3 separate regions of the Mus musculus genome follow, and regions 2 and 3 are each linked to region 1. The links are chromatin contacts, called in public Hi-C and Micro-C maps. All regions are on one chromosome and are shown on one strand. The core of a region is the stretch at or near the end of the contact, and the rest is flanking DNA. Distances in the headings are between cores, read along the strand shown.

The links. Hi-C and Micro-C count contacts between places; a contact is called where the count stands out from the background.
Region 2: a Hi-C map of pre-megakaryocyte-erythroid progenitors shows a contact between it and region 1, with 1.6 times the contacts expected there. The contact joins the promoter of Slc25a43 here to the enhancer-like site in region 1. A contact is called at or near these places in 3 of 39 promoter capture datasets (3T3-L1-derived adipocytes, embryonic stem cells and pre-B cells), 1 of 484 Hi-C or Micro-C datasets (pre-megakaryocyte-erythroid progenitors) and 3 of 9 other capture datasets (adipose tissue, liver and pancreatic islet).
Region 3: a contact with region 1 is called in a Micro-C map of trophoblast stem cells, with 2.9 times the contacts expected there. The contact joins the promoter of Akap17b here to the enhancer-like site in region 1. A contact is called at or near these places in 2 of 15 datasets of contacts at CTCF or cohesin (large pre-B cells and pro-B cells), 3 of 484 Hi-C or Micro-C datasets (embryonic stem cells and trophoblast stem cells), 3 of 115 datasets of contacts at active chromatin or transcription factors (the 230-238 cell line, large pre-B cells and neural progenitor cells) and 1 of 9 other capture datasets (pancreatic islet).

Annotation. Positions count from the first base shown.
Region 1 is chrX:36,688,423-36,691,529 of GRCm38.p6, reverse strand. No RefSeq gene overlaps it. Among named protein-coding and RNA genes, the nearest start is that of Akap17b, 45 kb to the right of the region's middle. Within about 2 kb of position 1,584, at least 47 of the 459 cell types and tissues checked have an H3K27ac peak or open chromatin away from gene starts, as enhancers often do. A contact at or near this core is called in the 230-238 cell line, pre-megakaryocyte-erythroid progenitors, pro-B cells and 1 more, where this site is marked.
Region 2 is chrX:36,742,170-36,745,276 of GRCm38.p6, reverse strand. It overlaps Slc25a43 (solute carrier family 25, member 43), which reads right to left and starts at 1,645. Exons shown (of 5, transcript NM_001085497.2): 1 at 1,259-1,645. The coding sequence starts at 1,533.
Region 3 is chrX:36,643,837-36,646,943 of GRCm38.p6, reverse strand. It overlaps Akap17b (A kinase (PRKA) anchor protein 17B), which reads left to right and starts at 1,530. Exons shown (of 7, transcript NM_001081956.1): 1 at 1,530-1,894.

The DNA of each region.
Region 1 (3,107 bases), core at 335-2,834:
CAAATTCCCACCACCTGTCTACATAGAAGCACCGGGTGTTGAGCAAGCCATTTTCAAACATAATTAGGATCCACAAATCTGGTGGGCCCTGTGTTTCAAATATCTGTTAAAATGAGAGTGGCCAAACATATAGCTATCTATATATCACCTGCACAATGGCAGTACTGGAAATCTCAAAAAGCCCCACCCCTAGATGAAAAGCTACAGGCAATTAATGGCTGCTAAGAGGGAGAGAATCAATTTTCTCCAGAGACAAGTCCCTGATAGGTCATCCAATTTCGGGTGATCAGCCCTAAGCACATACATATATAAGCAATACTAAACGGACACAGCTGGTTTATATATTTACAACTTAGAACATGAAGGAAGTTGGTGGGGAAGGGGGAGGAATAGTAATGATGTACATAAATACAGTACTCATGTATGAAACTTCCCCCAAATAAAGTATTCTTAAAATTAAAAACAAAAACAAAAAAATGAGAGTGGCATTTCAAATTGAAAATACAGATTCTGTGGTTACATTTATTTACATTTTATTTATATACAATATATACAAGTACTTTTTTGCTATCAAGGATAAGAAAGCATGAGGGAGAGTGACTTGCCATAATATACAATTATCTTTTTACATTTAGGAAATATGTGTGAGAATATGTATTCCCTTTAAGATAAACATCGTCTGCAGAATAAAGACTTTGTAAGTCAACATTGGGCTTTGAAAGGGAGGTATTTTAAAGCCTAAAATAGTGGATTGTTTTCTTTTCACATCCATAAAGAATTCCAAAAGATTACTATATTTTTTCAAATCACTATGTACGTATAGTATCATACCTAGGAGACCTTCATCAAAATGGGAATGACTATCAAATAAGGATATCTACTTGTTTGTTTTCTAAACAGATGGCCATCAACATTCAATATCCCGATATGCAGTTTCTTGCCATTTGGAGCCAGGATTCTTTTAATTATAACATTCATCTTGGGGCTTTCGACCTTTCCTGTGAGGAAGGCTGGCATCGGCTCAGGTTTAACATAGAATGCTTCCTGGAACTTGCAGAGGAAGAACAAAAAGAAAGCCCAGTGGCAGCACATCATAATGCAGCCCCCAACAGTTGGATGCCACCTGAGCTCATTCCTTTTTAAGATTTTAAAAGACATTATTAGGGATAGGTGTGGTGGTTTACATCTGAAAACACCCAATGCTACCATTCAAGAGGCTGAGGCAGGGGAATCGTTGTGATTTCCAGGCTCGCCAGACCTACACACTGAATTTCAGGCTAGCTTGGGCTAGAGTGAGACCTGTTTCAACAAAACAAGACCCAACAAAGCAATAAAGAAAACTACCCAAACAAAAGGAGTCTTGGTGGCAAGCTATAAGAATATGGCTTAGCCTCAGCTTTGCTCTCAGGAAGCACTAGGCAGTTGTCTCTATATGAAAGACCTCTCTCCACTGTATTTCACTAGAGAAGCCCTTGACAATAAGCCTGGATTCCTTTGCCATGCTATGAGACACAGGTTATGAGCACATTGGAGAAAGGAAATACCTTCTGAGTTTTCCCCAGTGAATCACTTTGGAGCAGGCCTTCCTTGTTTAGAAACAAGGTCCTCTGATGACTCTAAGGCAGCAGGCTATCATTGCCCTGGGCTCAGGGTGTAGCAAGACTGTTTGTGGTCTCATTGTGGCTTCCTCTCCCCATCTCTTGGTTTGTTGAGTTGGTTGCTGGGGAGAGCTAGGTTGATTTGCATAGCAGCTATGGAGTCTCCTAAGAAGAAAGAGATCATGTGTCTATAAGAGATCATGTGTCTATAGCTTTTCTAAAAAATATTTTAGCTCATATCTCATTTTTCATAGAGGATTTTTTCATCTCTCAAGGTTATTATTTATCTTGTCTTATAATCATCTTTGCACACAATATTATTTATACTTATCTCTTTGAGGAGATTTTAAGTTTATTTTCTTCATTCCTCCACTAGAATGTGGTTCCTTGGGGACAGGAACATTCTTTGCATTTTTCATCTCTTATCCCTGTGTTTGGAATCATGCCGGTGGTGGTGGTAAGTAGACATACTTTAAGAGTTTGTAGGAAGAGTGAATGACTGGATGAAATAGCCACAAGGAGGCAACAATGAAAAGTACAAGGGATCTTTCTGCTTCTCCAACTTCTCTCACGGAGAGGATCATCTGATACTCTCGAAACCCTTGACCCTTGAGATCAGGTTGTGCCATGCCCTAAGTAAAATGGTGTTTTTCCAGACTGTGTCTTGATCTGAGTGACTCCATTTTATAAGCAGTTTTGAGGATGAATGATGGTACCTCAGTGGACATGTGAACAGTACCATCTCTCTGATTCTATCTACGCAGCACAGACTGATAAACGACTTATCCCTGAGCTTATGAAGGGTCATACCCTATAAATGTATCAAGGTACATTGCACATATTAAAAACATTTTAGAACACCAGGTCTAAGAAGGAAAGAGTGTTAACTCCTCATCTAGACTCCATAAGGAGGTGAACACACAGTACTATGACAGCAACAGGCCCCAACCACCTCTCAACTAACCTTGGTATGTGCAACAAGGACAGTCACGGAGCTTGTGACTGAAACCAGGGACTTCAGATTGTCCTTCTCAAATATCATCTCTCTACATGTGCCATGGCATAAGCATGGAGGTCAAAGGACAAGTTGGGGGAGTGAGTTCTCTCTTTCTACCAAGTGTAATCTGAGGATTGAACTCAAGTCATCAGTCTTGGTTGCAAGTGCCTTTACGTGCTGAGCCATCTCACCAGCCCTACTGGTTGATGTATTTAACCACTGCTTGAATTTCATTCATAATCATAAGTTTGCTTTGTTTTTTTCTTGAGTGGGTTTGGGCAAATTGTAGCTTGACCCTACCGATAACTGTAGCTTCTCTATCAAAACCTCTCCAGAACTTCCATCCCTATCAGCTTTCCTCTCAGGCCTTTTTGAATCTCCTTGCCTCTTCAGCCCTTTACTTTCATTTATTAAAACACACATACACAATGTGAATTGTCATACTTTGTGAATTTATTCAATAAAATGTGACACTATGAAAAGATAAACCTTATTTGCTTCTTACATAGTTC
Region 2 (3,107 bases), core at 396-2,895, 54 kb before region 1:
GAGGCCAGCCTGGTCTACAGAGTGAGTTCCAGGACAGCCAGGGCTACACAGAGAAACCCTGTCTCAACCCGCCCCCCCCCCCCAAAAAAAAAAAAGAAATAAAGCACATCACTAGCTGCTCCAAGGCCTGGGGTTTTACTTCCAGCCCTGGGAACAAAGTAAAAACAAAACAAAAAGTGTCTTGACCACCTCCTGCCTGTAGGCTGCATGTCTAATTCAGAGCTAAGGCCAGTCTTTAGAGCTGGCCCTGTGCCTAGCGAATGAGGAACTTACAGACCATCGTCCCCAATAGGGAAACAGACCCTCCCCTCAGAGCCGTCATCACTGACTTCCTTTTTTAGGCTTCCTTTCTAGCTCCCATGCAAACATCCTTGAGCTCTTTTTAAGGTCACTCCCTTGCATCTTTAGCTCTTATTCTCGCAGCAGTGGTTGATGTGGGAGAAGGTGAGAAACCGCCGCCGCAGGATGGCAGCTGGGAGTGGGGGAAACATTAGGCTGAGGAGACAAGTCCCTGCTGGAGAAAGGATGCTGCAGACCCTGTTGGATCCTAAAGCCAAGTTAGGCTGAGATTGGAGATGGGGATGGTGGACAGAACTCTTTTTGAGGCAAGAGACTGGTCCTTCTTCCTGTACTACCCACTTACTCCTTAGGACACTGGTCTCACTTTTTACACACCATCAAGAGTGTTCTCTCCTGCCGGGCGTGGTGGCGCACGCCTTTAATCCCAGCACTCCGGAGGCAGAGGCAGGCGGATTTCTGAGTTCGAGGCCAGCCTGGTCTACAGAGTGAGTTTCAGGATAGCCAGAGCTATACAGAGAAACCCTGTCTCAAGAAACAAACAAACAAACAAACAAAAAAAACAAACAAAAAAAAGAGAGCGTTCTCTCCTAAGCCAGAAAAGCAAACATTTTCAAGTTACTAGACGTTGGGAATGGATAGACCTTATCGCCATGGGAAGCCTTTTTGTTTCTTTACCCCCAGATATCATTTGCTAATTCTGCCTCCTCCCAGAAAGACTCAAGAGGTCACAAAACTGCAGTTCACAGGGCAAGAATCTCAAGAGCATGTGAAAAACTGCTACTGTACCCTAGGGGCCACACATATGGCCTTGTAGCCCCCTCCCAAGGCCAGCCTCCACCCCCACCCGACTCCCATCCGGTTTTACAGAGGAAGGGAAACTGAGACTTCTTAGGATTCATCAGGGTGGCAGCTTTGCCATTCCAGTCCGATCTCCCGACCCCTCCCACCGGGCTCTTACTTTCGGTAGGCGGCCAGCTGTACCATGCTGCAGGGGAAGAGGCGCAGGCAGGCCACGCCATTCCCTTTCCACAGGGCCCTTGGCCCCTCGGACAGCCACACCCGGCGTCCGGTGGCCCACAGCCCCAGGGAGTGGCTTTGCACCTTGCCGACTTGGGCCAGCACAGTGGCAAGCTCCAGGGGCGCGGTGAGGCTGAGGCTGAACGCCCCGGCCAGCCCCGCACACAGGAGCCGCTGGCTGCCGGTTAACCGGCCATCCCGTCTCCACGTAGCCATCCTGACCCAGGCCCGTGCCGGCCACCTCGTGGCTGGTGCCCTGGGCTCGCGGGGGCAGTTAGAGCAGTCCGGCCAGGCCCCGCCCGGCGTGGGGCGGACTTGGGAGATGAACTGGGGAAGTCAGGCTCACACCCGAGCAGCGCCTCAGGGATAGGGTGGGATCAAAGGCGACTCTCTCAGGTATCTGAGGCATGCTCAGTTAGTGTGTGTTTGCAATGCAATAGGCAAGACCGAGGCTTCCATTTCCTGTTCTTTCTGGGCCTAGCCAGCATCACGTTTTTCTTAGGTATTCCCTTAGGTACTTTGCTTCTTCTGGGTCCCTTTTCACATTCTATGTCATCCCCCTTCGCCTGTCTATCTTCTCTTCCATAGGCTTCTTTTATTTTAAATCCAGAGTGCAGAAAAGACAGACCTTGAATAACAACCTGCTGCTACCTAGTAGACAACTTGTTAGAGCCTCCTTTTCAGAGACTATAGGTGTGCTTAAGGCTTTGGAACCTTACCTGCCTTAGAATCCTTAGCTCTGCAGATGACATGTCATAGGAGGGTAGGGAAGTCGATTGCTCACTTTGTGTCCCAGTTGCTTCACCTGTACTATGAAGATGGTACTTTCGAGGATTAAATGAAAATTTAATAAATGAAAATTTAATTTATAAAGATGAAATGAATAGTGGCTGGAAGAAGTAACCAGTCTGTATGTGGTGCTTATGAGGGTATGACTAGCTGCTGCCGTAGAGAAGAGGAAACTAAGACACGGAGACACTTGCTCAAGCCTGAGTGTTCACTACCTCGCAGAATCGGGGTTCCTATGTAGGTCAATGTTAGACCTAATAAGGGCCACACCCAAGGATTGCATAGTGGCAGTAGTACATACATTCAGTGATTCTGTTAGGTAAGGGTTAGGACAATATAGGTAAAAAGGTGATAACTGTGGCTTTGCCAGAATCTAAGAAGGATTTAAAAATATTAACAACTTTCCAATTTTATTTCTGTTTTTTTTAAAGGGCTCAACAATGATAATTACAAGGAAAGAGACAGCTAGCAAACGCACTGTTAGCATAAGACATCCCAAATTTGCATCTTATTTTCTATATTGATTCTCATGTTGCTAATGGAACCTTTTCAAGCTAAGCACATCCATCCAATCTGGCACACACTAATTGTACATTTTCATGGGATACAATATGATATCAGAACACATGTCCCAGCAATTTCAGGTTCTTGGTGGCTCATCTCACTACTGAAAAAATGGGGGAGATGGCTCAGTAGGTAATGTGCTTGATAGGCAAGCAAGAGGACCTCTAGCATCCATGTAATAGTTGGGCACAGTGGTCCATGTCTTTCTGAAATAGTGAACTCCAGGTTTGGTAAGAGAACTTGCCTCAGAAATTAAGCTGGCAGTGTCAGAGGGATGGGGGAGAAGACTGGAAAGAGAAAATGACAGAATGAAACCAACTACTGTGCATGCTAATTTTAAATTTAGAATAAATAAGTAAAACCAATCCATTGAAAAAGAGTGGAGATAATGATCAAGGTAGACACTTGATCTTAACCTCTGGCCTCTGTATGTACAG
Region 3 (3,107 bases), core at 281-2,780, 45 kb after region 1:
TAGGCCAGAGTGAGCAGCAGGGGTCTTGACGGAAGTGAATGAAATTAACATTAACCTCCACACCAGGTAATCAAGCAAAACCAGCCCTGTGACAGCTGCTGCTGTGAGAACCTCCCCAGGGAAGGAGTTGACAGTAAATCTCTTAAGTGTCAACTTTGTGATTTGTCATCTGAGAAAGTGAATTCCATGTTGATGAACTCAAAGAAATGTCATCTGGGCAAGGGTTGGAAGGGACACTTAGTTCCTGGTGTCTGTTTTCAAAAGATTTAAGGCAATTGGCTTACATTCAGAGAAGACCCTCAATTTGTGTCTTTGAACATCAGAGCCTGGAACAGTGGGCCAGGAGAATGGTCTTTAAATTGTTAGAAAACCATGGAGAAGGAGAGGCAAGGCTACCTTTGCTTATCCTCAGGCTAGAAGGCCAGAGACCAAAGTGACCATCGCAGAGTCAGGGAGTCTTGGTGCCTGGTTCCTGGAAGTTTCCCAGCATACAGGGTCTAAGCTCCTGTACTGGATACTGGACAAGAAGAAAATAAACCCACAACCAGTGAGTGTTCTCCTAGGTTCTTGCTGACTTCTTGATGGGGAAGATCTGGTCAAGAGAGTGGCTAGTTCTCAGCTATGACGGTGGGTAAGTCTCTCCGTGATGTTTTTTTCTCTTGTAAAAAATGTGTATGTGTCCACAAGTGTGTGGAGGCTACAGGTCAACATCGGGTGTCTTCTTGATTGCTTTGTTCCTTATTTTGTGAGACGGGGTCTCTCACTGAACCTGAAACTCACCAATTGCCTAGCTAGCCTGGCTGACCAGCAAGGTCCAGAAAGCCACACAGTATCACCACCTCTGGCCTAATTCCCATTCCCTTTGCAATGGGAATTGCAAACTCACCCTACCACATTCCAACTTTTACACCCTTGCTACAGATCTGAGCTGGGTCCTCATGCTTGCATCCCCCTCCCCCAGTCTTGGCTCTCTTTCTTTTCTTGTGCTTGTTCTTTATCGAGACAGGGTTTCTCTGTGTAGCCCTGGTTGTCCTGGAACTCACTCTGTAGACCAGGCTGGCCTTGAACTCATAGATCCGCCTGCCTCTGTCTGTGCTGGGATTAAAGGCCTGTAGCACTGTTCTCTCTCTCTCTCTCTCTCTCTCTCTCTCTCTCTCTCTCTCTGTCTCTCTCTCTCTCTCTCTCTCTCTCTCTCTCTCTCTGTGTGTGTGTGTGTGTGTGTGTGTGTGTGTGTGTGTGTGTGTGTGTGTGTGTGTGTGTAGTGGGTGGGTGTTGGTGGTGTCTGCAGTCTCTAAATCACATAATTAGGCAGTGGGGTGGGCGGTGAGTAAACTGGACAAAACCTTGAGCTAGTTAGAACCTTGCAATGGAATTAACTTTGGCCCTTGCTTGGCTGTACAGGAGGGGCGGGGTTACTTTAATGCTTGCTCGGGAGAAGGCGATTGGCCCTGGGGAAATCCTAGGGGCGGGTCTAGTCGGTGGTTGCCATTGGTTCTGCCGGCAAGTCAAGGGATGGCAGCGAAGGGGGCGGAGCTCTCGAGGGGAGTCAATTGGTCCGCTGGAGCCCACCAAGGGATTGGAGCAGGCAGGCGTGCAAACCTGCACCCTGTAGCCCCCAGCCAGGAATCAGGAGGCAGCCACCTGGAAGCTCACGGGGCCTGCAGCGGGGCGAGGGGCGCTCGGGGCGTTGGCACGAGCGCGCGCGCCTGCGTCGCCTTCTCGGATGCGGCGAGGACGACTCTGTGTCGCGACCTGAGCCATTCAACAGCTGGCCTCGCCCGCGGCGGTGGAAGAGAGCGACCAGGAGGGTTGATCCTTGACACTGCGGCGGCTGGAGGGAGGCGGCGGCAGGAGCGGTAGCGGTTCCGCTACCCCAGCGGAGCTAAGCGTGAAGGTACAGCGGCTGCTGAGGCTCCCGATAACACCCCCCCCCCCCTTTCTGAGAATCGACCAGGCGGCTGCGTCCTTCTGCGTCCCGGTTGGCCGGCCGCCCTGGCCTACCGGAGTCTTGGGTGCCTGGGAGGCAGGGCCGCGTTGGACCCTGAGTGAGGACTTGGGAGGGGTTTTGGAGAGAACCCAGGTAGCCAGGCCTGCTCTAGGTGGAAACCAGGTTTTCTAGAGATGCCCCTAGGCTTTCCCCCTTGGATCCATTCGGCTGCTCTCTTGGGTCTTGGTGCCGCACTAGGGGGCGCTGTGGCCGCTGCTGCAGCTGAGGTCACTGGAAGCTTTTCCTTAGGGTGTACTAGATTGCTTAGGAAAGCTGAAGGATGCCCTCCTCCCTGCTGTATGCAAAAGCCAAGGGCTCTGGTTCTCAATCTGCTTCAGTGACATTCATTCCAGTTAACCACTACCCAGGGTCCGTTGCCTCTGCCCACTGATGACCACCAAGGGCCTTGTGAGGTTCCTACCGTGGATGGAATTAAACTGCTTCTAATTTGACCCAAGAAAGCAGGGTAAACCTCTAAGCCTTTGGAATGCATAGTCTTGAGCTTTGAGTAGATGGGCAGAAGTATCAGGGAAGAAAGCAAGTTGGGGAGCCTCATGTCTTGGATACTGCTGTCTCTGAGCATGTTGGTCACTGGGACTAGTACCATTTTTACATTTATCACCTGCTTATGAAACCAGTCACTACCTGAGCACTTTTGAATGTCACTAACTCTAAACATGTGTTGATTGGAACCCTGGAACTCTGAATTGCAGTATGGGGACTACCTGGGTCTTTTTATTTCCCACAGGGTTTCAAAGATGGTACCCATTTTACCTGATGTTCTTCCTGTCTCAGATCTACCTTTGAAACCTCATACTGTTGAAATACTGTAAGATTGTGAAGTATAATTGATAGGGATGCCTTTTCAATTCTGAAAATGTAGTGGGGATCTCTCAAATTCAGTTTTTTAAAAGAAAATTTTTTTTAAAGCATGTGAGATTCTGGTAGCCACACATTTCTTTCTTTTTTTTTTCTTTTTCTTTTTTTTTTTTTTCTTTTTGGTTTTTGGAGACAGGGTTTCTCTGTATAGCCCTGGCTGTCCTGGAACTCACTTTGTAGACCAGGCTGGCCTCGAACTCAGAAATCCAGCTGCCTCTGCCTTTTGAGTGCTGGGATCAAA